2 separate regions of the Ovis aries genome follow, and region 2 is linked to region 1. Evidence: chromatin contacts called from public Hi-C data. All regions are on one chromosome and are shown on one strand. The core of a region is the stretch at or near the end of the contact, and the rest is flanking DNA. Distances in the headings are between cores, read along the strand shown. Region 1 overlaps EPAS1 (endothelial PAS domain protein 1). Region 2 holds the start of EPAS1 (endothelial PAS domain protein 1).

The links. A called contact is a pair of places that touch in the nucleus more often than the background predicts.
Region 2: a Hi-C map of liver shows a contact between it and region 1, with 2.4 times the contacts expected there. The contact joins the promoter of EPAS1 here to the enhancer-like site in region 1. A contact is called at or near these places in 2 of 16 Hi-C or Micro-C datasets (liver and skin fibroblasts).

The regions. Positions count from the first base shown.
Region 1 is chr3:78,017,906-78,022,070 of ARS-UI_Ramb_v3.0, forward strand. The region is part of intron 1 of EPAS1 (endothelial PAS domain protein 1); the gene reads right to left. Among named protein-coding and RNA genes, the nearest start is that of EPAS1, 36 kb to the right of the region's middle. Within about 2 kb of position 2,061, at least 11 of the 54 cell types and tissues checked have an H3K27ac peak or open chromatin away from gene starts, as enhancers often do. A contact at or near this core is called in liver, where this site is marked.
Region 2 is chr3:78,053,928-78,058,092 of ARS-UI_Ramb_v3.0, forward strand. EPAS1 (endothelial PAS domain protein 1) reads right to left here and starts at 1,680. Exons shown (of 16, transcript XM_015094403.3): 1 at 1,112-1,680. The coding sequence starts at 1,137.

The DNA of each region.
Region 1 (4,165 bases), core at 811-3,310:
CACTGCCCATGGGACAGAAAACAAACTTGAGCAAGGTTGCATGCCTCCTCGGGCTCCAGCGGTGTTGCATTTGTTTTCAGACTTTAGCCCCTATCCTCGAGCTGTTTTCCCTTGCCTCTTACCTCCTTGACCACGGGTCAAGAAGAATACGCTTCCAACCAGATCTCAGAGAGGACCAGCACAGCAGCCCACCCCTGCTTTCCCCAAGCTATTTCAGCATGTCATTCCCCTATTTAAAAAAACAGGGGCAGCTCCCTACTGCCCTCACCTTGACGTTCAAGCCGTGGATGCCCCTCAAGGTCTGTGCAGCAAACCCCTCTGCTCCAACCAGACTGCACTCTGTACCACTGCCCACAACTCAGCTCCCTGCCTGCTGCCCAGTTCTTTTTTCCTTACCTGAAATGCGATCCCTCCTTTCCCACATTCCAAACCCTGTACTTTCAGAACCAACACAGGCCCAGCAGCTCCACAGAGGTTTTCCTGGCCACACTACCCAGTCTGCACTGATCTCCCCTCTCCTGCCGGCCCTGAGCAACCAGAGAGTTGAGTTGTTTCACTTAACTACAAGTGAGCATCACCTTAGTATTCCCTGTCTTAAGGATCTTCTCTGAGGGCAGATGCAAAATGTCAAGAGTTCATGTATCAGAGGCTGGGGCTGCCTCTTACCCCAACAACAACAGCTTCGTCCAGCTCTTTCAGATACGGTATGGCGAGCTGGAGTGAAGGCTAAACCGGTGTGATCCCCCGCAGTGGGATTAGGGCGGCAGAGCTACAGTGCTCTGCTGCTTTCCGGGTAGAAAGTGGGTTAATAAAGAGGCGTGAGGGTGGCTGCATTCATCACCGGGTTACTTAACATCCAATGACTCCCCGCTGTTCCCGGGGACCAGATCCTCATACCCTCGGGACGTTTTCATATGGAGCTGCTGGCTGTGCCCGTGTCCACATCATGTTCAGTGTGCCAGACGCCAGGCAGCTTTCACTAACACCGGTGAACAAGCCTGGACAGAGGCGGCCCGCTCCTTCCTCGGCCCCCTGCCCCTCCCCCTCCCTCCTCTTCCCTACCCTCCAGATGAGCCCAAGGAGGCTTCTGCCTCTGACCCCACCTCCCAGAGACAACAGAGTGATCTGTTGCCAACACCACCATCACCCAAAGTCCTCGTGTCACATGTGGACATGCCCTTTCGGCAGTCAGATTTCTGGCAGGGAGGATGCTGGAGCTTGGCCAGGGTTCCACCCGTTCGGTGATGTAAAATAGAGGTGAGAATACTGGCCAAACCAAAAAAAAGGAAAAAAAGCTACTAAACACAAAAACCCTAAGGGGGGGAAAACCCCATTAAAAACCCAATACAATCTTAAAGGCAAGCAAGAAGGGTTGGAGAATGACCTACACTTTGGAATAAACCACTAGCCCACACTTCAATCTTTAAAAATCTTGTCCCCTAACCTCAATCCTGCCCCCTAACATACCCACCCCAACGTACACACACACACCCCAGACTAGGAGAGGTTAACAGAACCCAGCTGCTCTCTTATCTGGCTAGTCTGCTAATGGCAAATCTCTGGTACTGAGATTCTACAAGTGATTTCTGCAAATCACTTTAATTAGAGATAATGTCATTTTTACTTCATTATCCAGCCTAGCAGTCAAAGAGAAACAAGTCAATATTATTTCTGTGAAACACCAGTTCTGCCCTTTAATGCTGACAGGTGACAGGGAACCGAAACTCCTGCCTACACCACTTTTCAGGAGATTTTGGTCAAAAGACTGGGAGGTTAACCCTTGGTATCCTGGGCCGAGCAGAGCACCCCCAGCAGCCTTTACCCCAGAGACTCTAAAGCAAAGGCTGGTCTCTGTGTCTGGGACGAGGGCCCCCTGACTGCAGCACCGTGTGACGCCCGGGCAAGCGAGTGGGGCAGCACACTGCTACCTCCACTTTGTGGGAAGCAATCATTAACATGTGAGTCAGCAGCCGAGAGAAGACTTTAAGCCCAAGGGAAAAACAGCCCCAAGTCCCTGTAGCCTCAGAGGCCACACTGGGTTTGATTAAACCATTTGAAGATTAGCTGTGTGTGGGAGGCCTGAGTGGCTATGTAGTCCTGGCAGCTCTCATGGATCCTCTCAGCTGTGCCCGTGCTGACTCCCTCAGTCGTGTCCGACTCTTTGTGACCCCACGGACTGCAGTCCGCCAGGCTCCTCTGTCCATGGGAATTCTCTGGGCAAGAATACTGGAGTGGGTTGCCATTTCCTCCTCCAGGGGAATCTTCCCAACCTAGGGACTGAACCCAGGTCTCCCGCATTGCAGGCAGATTCCTTACAGTCTGAGCCACCAGAGAAGCCCAAGAATACTGGAGCAGGTAGCATATCCCTTCTCTGGGCCAGGGTCGGGGGGTGGGGGGGGTGGGGTCTTACTGACCCAGGAATTGAACCAGGGTCTCCTGCATTGCAGGCCTGGGACATTTCAAATCCTGCTGCCACATTGGAGGAGAAGATTTGTTTCTCCAGAATCAAGTAAGAAATGCTCTTTGCTGGGTATCTGTTTACGGCTGCTGCTGCTAAGTCACTTCAGTCGTGCCCGATTCTGTGCGCCCCCGTAGATGGCAGCCTACCAGGCTCCCCCATCCCTGGGATTCTCCAGGCAAGAACACTGGAGTGGGGTGCCATTGCCTTCTCCGTCTCTGCTTACTAGTTTCTCCTAATTATTTAAAAATGCCAGATGCAGCTCTGGTTTCATTGGAGTGACTTCTGATCGCCTTCGAGATTGTGAGAAACCTGCTTGCCCTACACCCACCAAACTGTACAACTCTGGCACGTAGGAGAAGTCCTGAAGCACCCAGGGTTCTAAAAAGCACCATCACTGAGCTCAGAGAGCAAGGACTCCTTTGCATTTTAGCCTTCTGTCAAGAAGTGTGGCTCTTTGGAATTTAAATCCCATCTGGCATTTTTGTTTTGTGAGCTTTTGTTTTCACTGAGTCAACATTTACTGAGTGCCGGCTCAGCGCCAGCCTTAGGGGATACAGGAGGAAATATGGGTCCCTGCCCACAGTGAGCTGATGGTCTAGTGAGGGAGATGGACAAGTAGGTCAGGGTCTAGGGCCAGACAGACAGCCTGGGCTTGGGGGCGCAGATGTTTCCTCTGTGACACCGGGGCAAGTCACTGAGGTTTCTCTAAACCTGTGTCTTGTAAAAACAGTTTGTCTCAAAGTCTCTGCCTCCTGGGCTCTTGTGCAGAATAAGTGTTACATATGTGCAGCACGCTTAGAATCATGCCTGACATGTAGGGTTGACTCTGTTGCTGCTGAAGTCAATAAACAGAGCTCTGGGAGCACAGAGGGTGCCCTGACCTAGGCGAGGAGAAAGGGAGACCTGTAGAAGGCTTCTCAAGGAGACAGTTAGGACAGACAGGAGTGAGCCAGGTCAAAGAAGGGGTGAAGGGGTTCCTGACAAGATGGGCCAGAACCAGGCCTCGTAAAGAGGGCTCAACTCAGGTTTGGGAGCACAGGCCTTAACCAATTGGGGTCGACCCAGAACAGGGGGATTGTCCCTCCCGAGGTGTCCCAAAGTGCCCTCAGTAAGAAGCAGAAGCCTGGGTTAGCAGAACCATGGGGCAACCCTGTTGTGGCATTTCTTCTATTTTCACATTCCTAGCGCTTTGACAATGAGATGATTGTGTGGATATTACAAGAGGTGATTATCTCCATGGGTGCTGACCCTGTTCTGGCGCAAAGACCTTGCCTCGCCAGAGCCAAGACTTGTGAGGTCACTGCTAAGTTGTCGATTCTAGAGAACCTCGACAAACCTCAAAGCCACCAGGGGAATCTGCTCTTGGCAGGATGGCTTATTTTAAAAGACAAGCTGCAGTAAACAGGTGCAGGACAGGAGGCAGCCTGTACATGAGGCACTTTCAATTCAAAGGGCTGTGTACTAAACTTCCCCACGTGCAGGGGCTGGTGAGGGGTCAGAGAAAGGCAGCCTCCCCATGAATCAGCAACCGACATCCACGCTGCTGGGTGCCACGAAGCCCTGGTCCCGCAGATCCTCTGTGGGACTGGGGGTGTGCAGGGCACTTCCTCCCATCACAAGGAGAGGGGAGCACAGAGCTGATGGCCTCTGTCATGATTAAAGCCTGAAGGTGGAAACTTGGAGGAAAAGTTTCAAGGAAACAAA
Region 2 (4,165 bases), core at 430-2,929, 36 kb after region 1:
AGCCAGTCACGCCCGCCCATCGCGGCTGGGTTCCTCATCTCCGAACCACCGTACAACCACCCAGCAGCTGATTTCCGGAGGCTCAGATCCTTCAGCCAGCCCACCACGCTTTCGATTACAGTTCCCCGTACTCCAGCCCCGCCAGCCACTGTCGAATACTGGGCGGAGAGCTCCAGCTCGCTGGGGCGGCACGAGTGAGGTTGAGAGGAAAGGGGAGCCAGGCTGCAAGCCGCGCACGATTGCAGGAGGCAAGGTGGTTCCCACGTCTGCGCGCCACGCCGTGCGCTCTCACCCTCGCCGGGAGAGGGCAGGAGGGCAGTGAGAGTTGGCCCGCGTTGCCTCTCACCCAGTGCCGAGAGGCTGGCGAGGGCAGGCGGACATATCGTGGCTGCCCTTCTCTGTCCTCTTGGGAGAGAGACACCGGGACCTGCCGGAGTGCCCGGTGTCGCCATCCCCTCCCCACACGCGAAGACAGTTGCTTCCGCGAGGCAGCCGGGCCCACTACCCACTCTCCCGCCGAGGCAAGCTGCGGGATGAGGAAAGGGACTTCTTCCAGCTTCCGTGGGGTCTGGAGCCCTGGAGTGGGTCCCTTCACTGCTCCCTGGCAGCTCTGCCGGGGCCCGTCCCAGCGCTGCATTCTGCCTCCGGCCCCTTGCCAGTGCCGGGAGGCAGCGCGGGCAGAGCTCATTTAGAAGGACCCCACGGGTCCCGAGGAAAAGAGTGGATGCTGCCCCTCAAGTGGGCCGTGAGAAAGTTGACTTGAGCGAGTCAACCAACAAACGTTTCAACAAGCTGGCGGCGTGAGTCTGGTGCGGGGTTTGGAGGCGGATGGATTTTGGAAGGTACCTCGGAAGCACCTCCGACCTCTAGGGCCATTTCCTGGCTTCGTTGTCCGCGCAGATTCCCGACTCCTTCGGGCCACAGAACTCTCGACCGCGAAGCCGGAGCGGCGCGTCCCCAGACTGGACACTTGCGCTCCCCTGCCAAACCTTCCAAATCGATCCCTGGGTCCTCAAACTCCCCTCCGCGCTCCTCTCCCAGCGGCGGTCCCGCGGGGCCCCGCCACCCCCACCCCGGACCAACTCCCCTGCCGGCTCGGACGCCCGCTTACCTTTTCTTCTCCTTGTCAGCTGTCATTGTCGCTGGGGCCCTTTGAGGCTCCGAACACCTGAGCTCCAGGGCCGGCGGGGGCTGCAGCCGCTACTTTCGCTGTGGCCCTAGCCCACTCCTCGAGGCCCACGCCGATGTGAAAGGTGCCAGGTGCTCGCAGGTCCCGAGCGTCCGCACGGTCAGGTGGAAGTTGCGGGCGGCAGGCTCGGTGCGCGGGAAGGGGGTGGAGAACGGTGACGGGGAGGAACCTGTACCGGGAGGCGGGGTCGGGAAAGGAGTGGAAGGACGCTGTCAAACGCAAAAAAAAAAAGTGGGGGGCGGTGGGCACCGAGCAGGGGGCTGAAGTTTCTTTTTCCTTCGAAAAGAAGTCAGGAGTCGCTTTTCTGGGTTTTCAAAATACAAGAAGCGGCTTGAAAACGACGGGAGTTGGCAGAGTCCGGGGCCGGGCAGACGCGGAGGCTATGACCATACAGTCTCAGGACACTGCCGAGGATTGTACGGCCGCCTCAGGAAAGCTGGGGCGGGAGGCGGCGGGCGCCGGAGCTGTGCGTCGGGCCGCTCCCGAATGTCGGGCTCGCGGGCCGGTCAGCCCACTTTAAAAACTCCGGCGGCCAGCGGGGGTGGGGAGGGCGCGAGGGGCGCGGGCGCCGCGGGCGGGGGCCGGGGGCGGGCTCGCGCAGGCAGGCAGGCCCCGCCCCCGTCCGCCCCGCCCCGCCCCCGTGCCCCCGCCCCGCCCGCGCCGCGCGCCGCGGCAGCCCTCGGCGTCCCGGCCAATCGGGAGGCGCGGCCGCAGCCTGTGCCCTGACCCCGGCCCGCCCCGCGGCCCCCGCGCGCGGCTCGGCCGCGGCCCGCCCGCCCCGCCTCCGCCCTCTGCGGTTAGCGAAGTTGTTTATGAGGTCGGCGGGGTGGCGGGAGGTAGGTGGGACTCCGCACCGAGGAGGCGCACCTTGGTGGGGCTAAGCGGCGGCGAGGACCGGGTTTCCGGGGGGTGCTTGCAGGCGCGCCTGTGCTCGCGTAAGCCCGGGTCCTCCCACCTCTGCCCTGTCCTTGGGACCCCGGCTCAACCGCGAGCGCCCGGGGCCCCGCGCTTCATAGAGCCACTCGGCGATGCCGCGCTCCCGCGTCCCTCGCCCCGCTGCCTGTGCCATCGGGTCGGGGGGTAATTCCGAGGTCCCAAACGCTGCGCTCGGTCTGGGGCGATGTGTTTTTCCGGCAGAACGCAGCTAGCTTAGCAGCCCCGAGAGAGAGAGGCAGGGAGACCGATCCCTTGTGCCTGTCGGATCCGGGGAAACAGTGCAGTGAAACTGAGTTACTGCTGCCTCTGCTCTTCTCTTCTTTCACCTGGCACGTCGGTTGCCTGCGGGGTTGCGCCGAGCTGGAGGGGATGCCTGTTCGAAGGTCTTTCGGACGCTCTGGCTTGCCTCGCCCAGCTCCCAACACCCGGCCACCACCGCGCGGGTCCGGGCCAGTTCAGAATTGGAGAAGGAGTCTGGTTTTATAGCGTGATCTCGGGATAATAGTTGACAGCGTGTCCTCAAATCGCATAATTTCAGGCCTGCCCAATGTATCTCCGCGGTCCAGTTGAAGCCCTGGTAACGAAAAGACTGCAGGTGTAGGGAGATCAGAGGTCCAGGGGCCGTCAGAGCCCAAGGTTTTCCAGCTGCTCTTTCGGCGCCGCAGCTTTTGGGCTTCCCTTGTAGCTCAGTTGGTAAAGAATCTGCCTGCAGTGCAGGAGACTAGGGTTCGATTCCTGGGTTGGGAAGATCCCCTGGAGAAGGAAGTGGCAACCCACTCGAGTATCCTTGCCTGGAAAATCTCATGGACAGAGGGCTGCAGTCCATGGGGTCGCAAAGAGTCGGGTACGACCGAGCGACTAACACTAACAGGGACCCGCACCCGCTGGGGATCCTCTGCTCTGTGCTGTCGCTGACTGCTCTCCCAAGAATCCCACCCTATTCCCTACCTACATGGCAGTGATCCAGCAGGGATATTTCTGGAAGGGACCGGGAGGATTTTAATCTTTGAAGCTCATTTGAGAAGGGCACGGGCTTCACAGGTGTGAGCTGAAGAGAAGAGAAAGCAAGGGTGGTGGAACTCGTCCACCCTAGGACCCTAAGCCTTGCTGTTCCTCCCCCCACCCTTAGTTTCCCCACATTTTATACAAAAATAATCTGCTGTAAGGCACCTTCAGTACTGTTAGGCTAAGTGAAAAAAGCCAGTCACAAAAAGGCAAACGCTGTGTGATTCCACTCTTGACGTTTCCAGTCAGATTCATAGAAGAAACAAACCAGAAGGGGGTGGTGTGAGGGATTCATGCTTAATATGTATAGAGTTTTAGTTTTGCAGGATGAAAAAGTTCTAGACGATGAACAATGTGAACATATTAACAATACTGAATTGTATGCTTAAAATGGTCAAGGGGGTGTTTATGTTTTTTAAAACATAATACAAAAGGAAGTATCAAGAAATAAGATACATAAGAGTTTGGTATAAGTTTTTGTCACCACCAAAATACAAAATAAACATGTGTTTGCCCCCTTGCAAGCCATAAGAGGGGTGGGAGTACTTTTCAGGAGCCTTTGGAAGGCACTGGAAAGCAGAATAGGAATAGGTGAAAAAACCAGCAGAGAACTGGGGAAACAGGCATATTTTCTCATTTCCCTAGGGTTGCTGAGCACTGTGCACACAGACTTTGAAATCAAATATCAGGCCCGAAGTTAGGAAATTCAAACAAAAAATTGCAAGTCCCTCTAGGGAACCTTTTCTTGGTGTTGGTGGGTTTTCAGTTCAGTTCAGTCGCGCAGTCATGTCTGACTCTTTGCTACTCGCCAGGCCTCCCTGTCCATCACCAACTTCTGGAGTTTACCCAAACCCATGTCCATTGAGTTGGTGATGCCATCCAACCATATCATCCTCCGTCGTCCCCTTCTCCTCCTGCCTTCAGTCTTTCCCAACATCCGGGTCTTTTGAAATAAGTCAGCTCTTTGCATCAGGTGGCCAAAATACTGGAGTTTCAGCTTTAACATCAGTCCTTCCAATGAATACCCAGGACTGA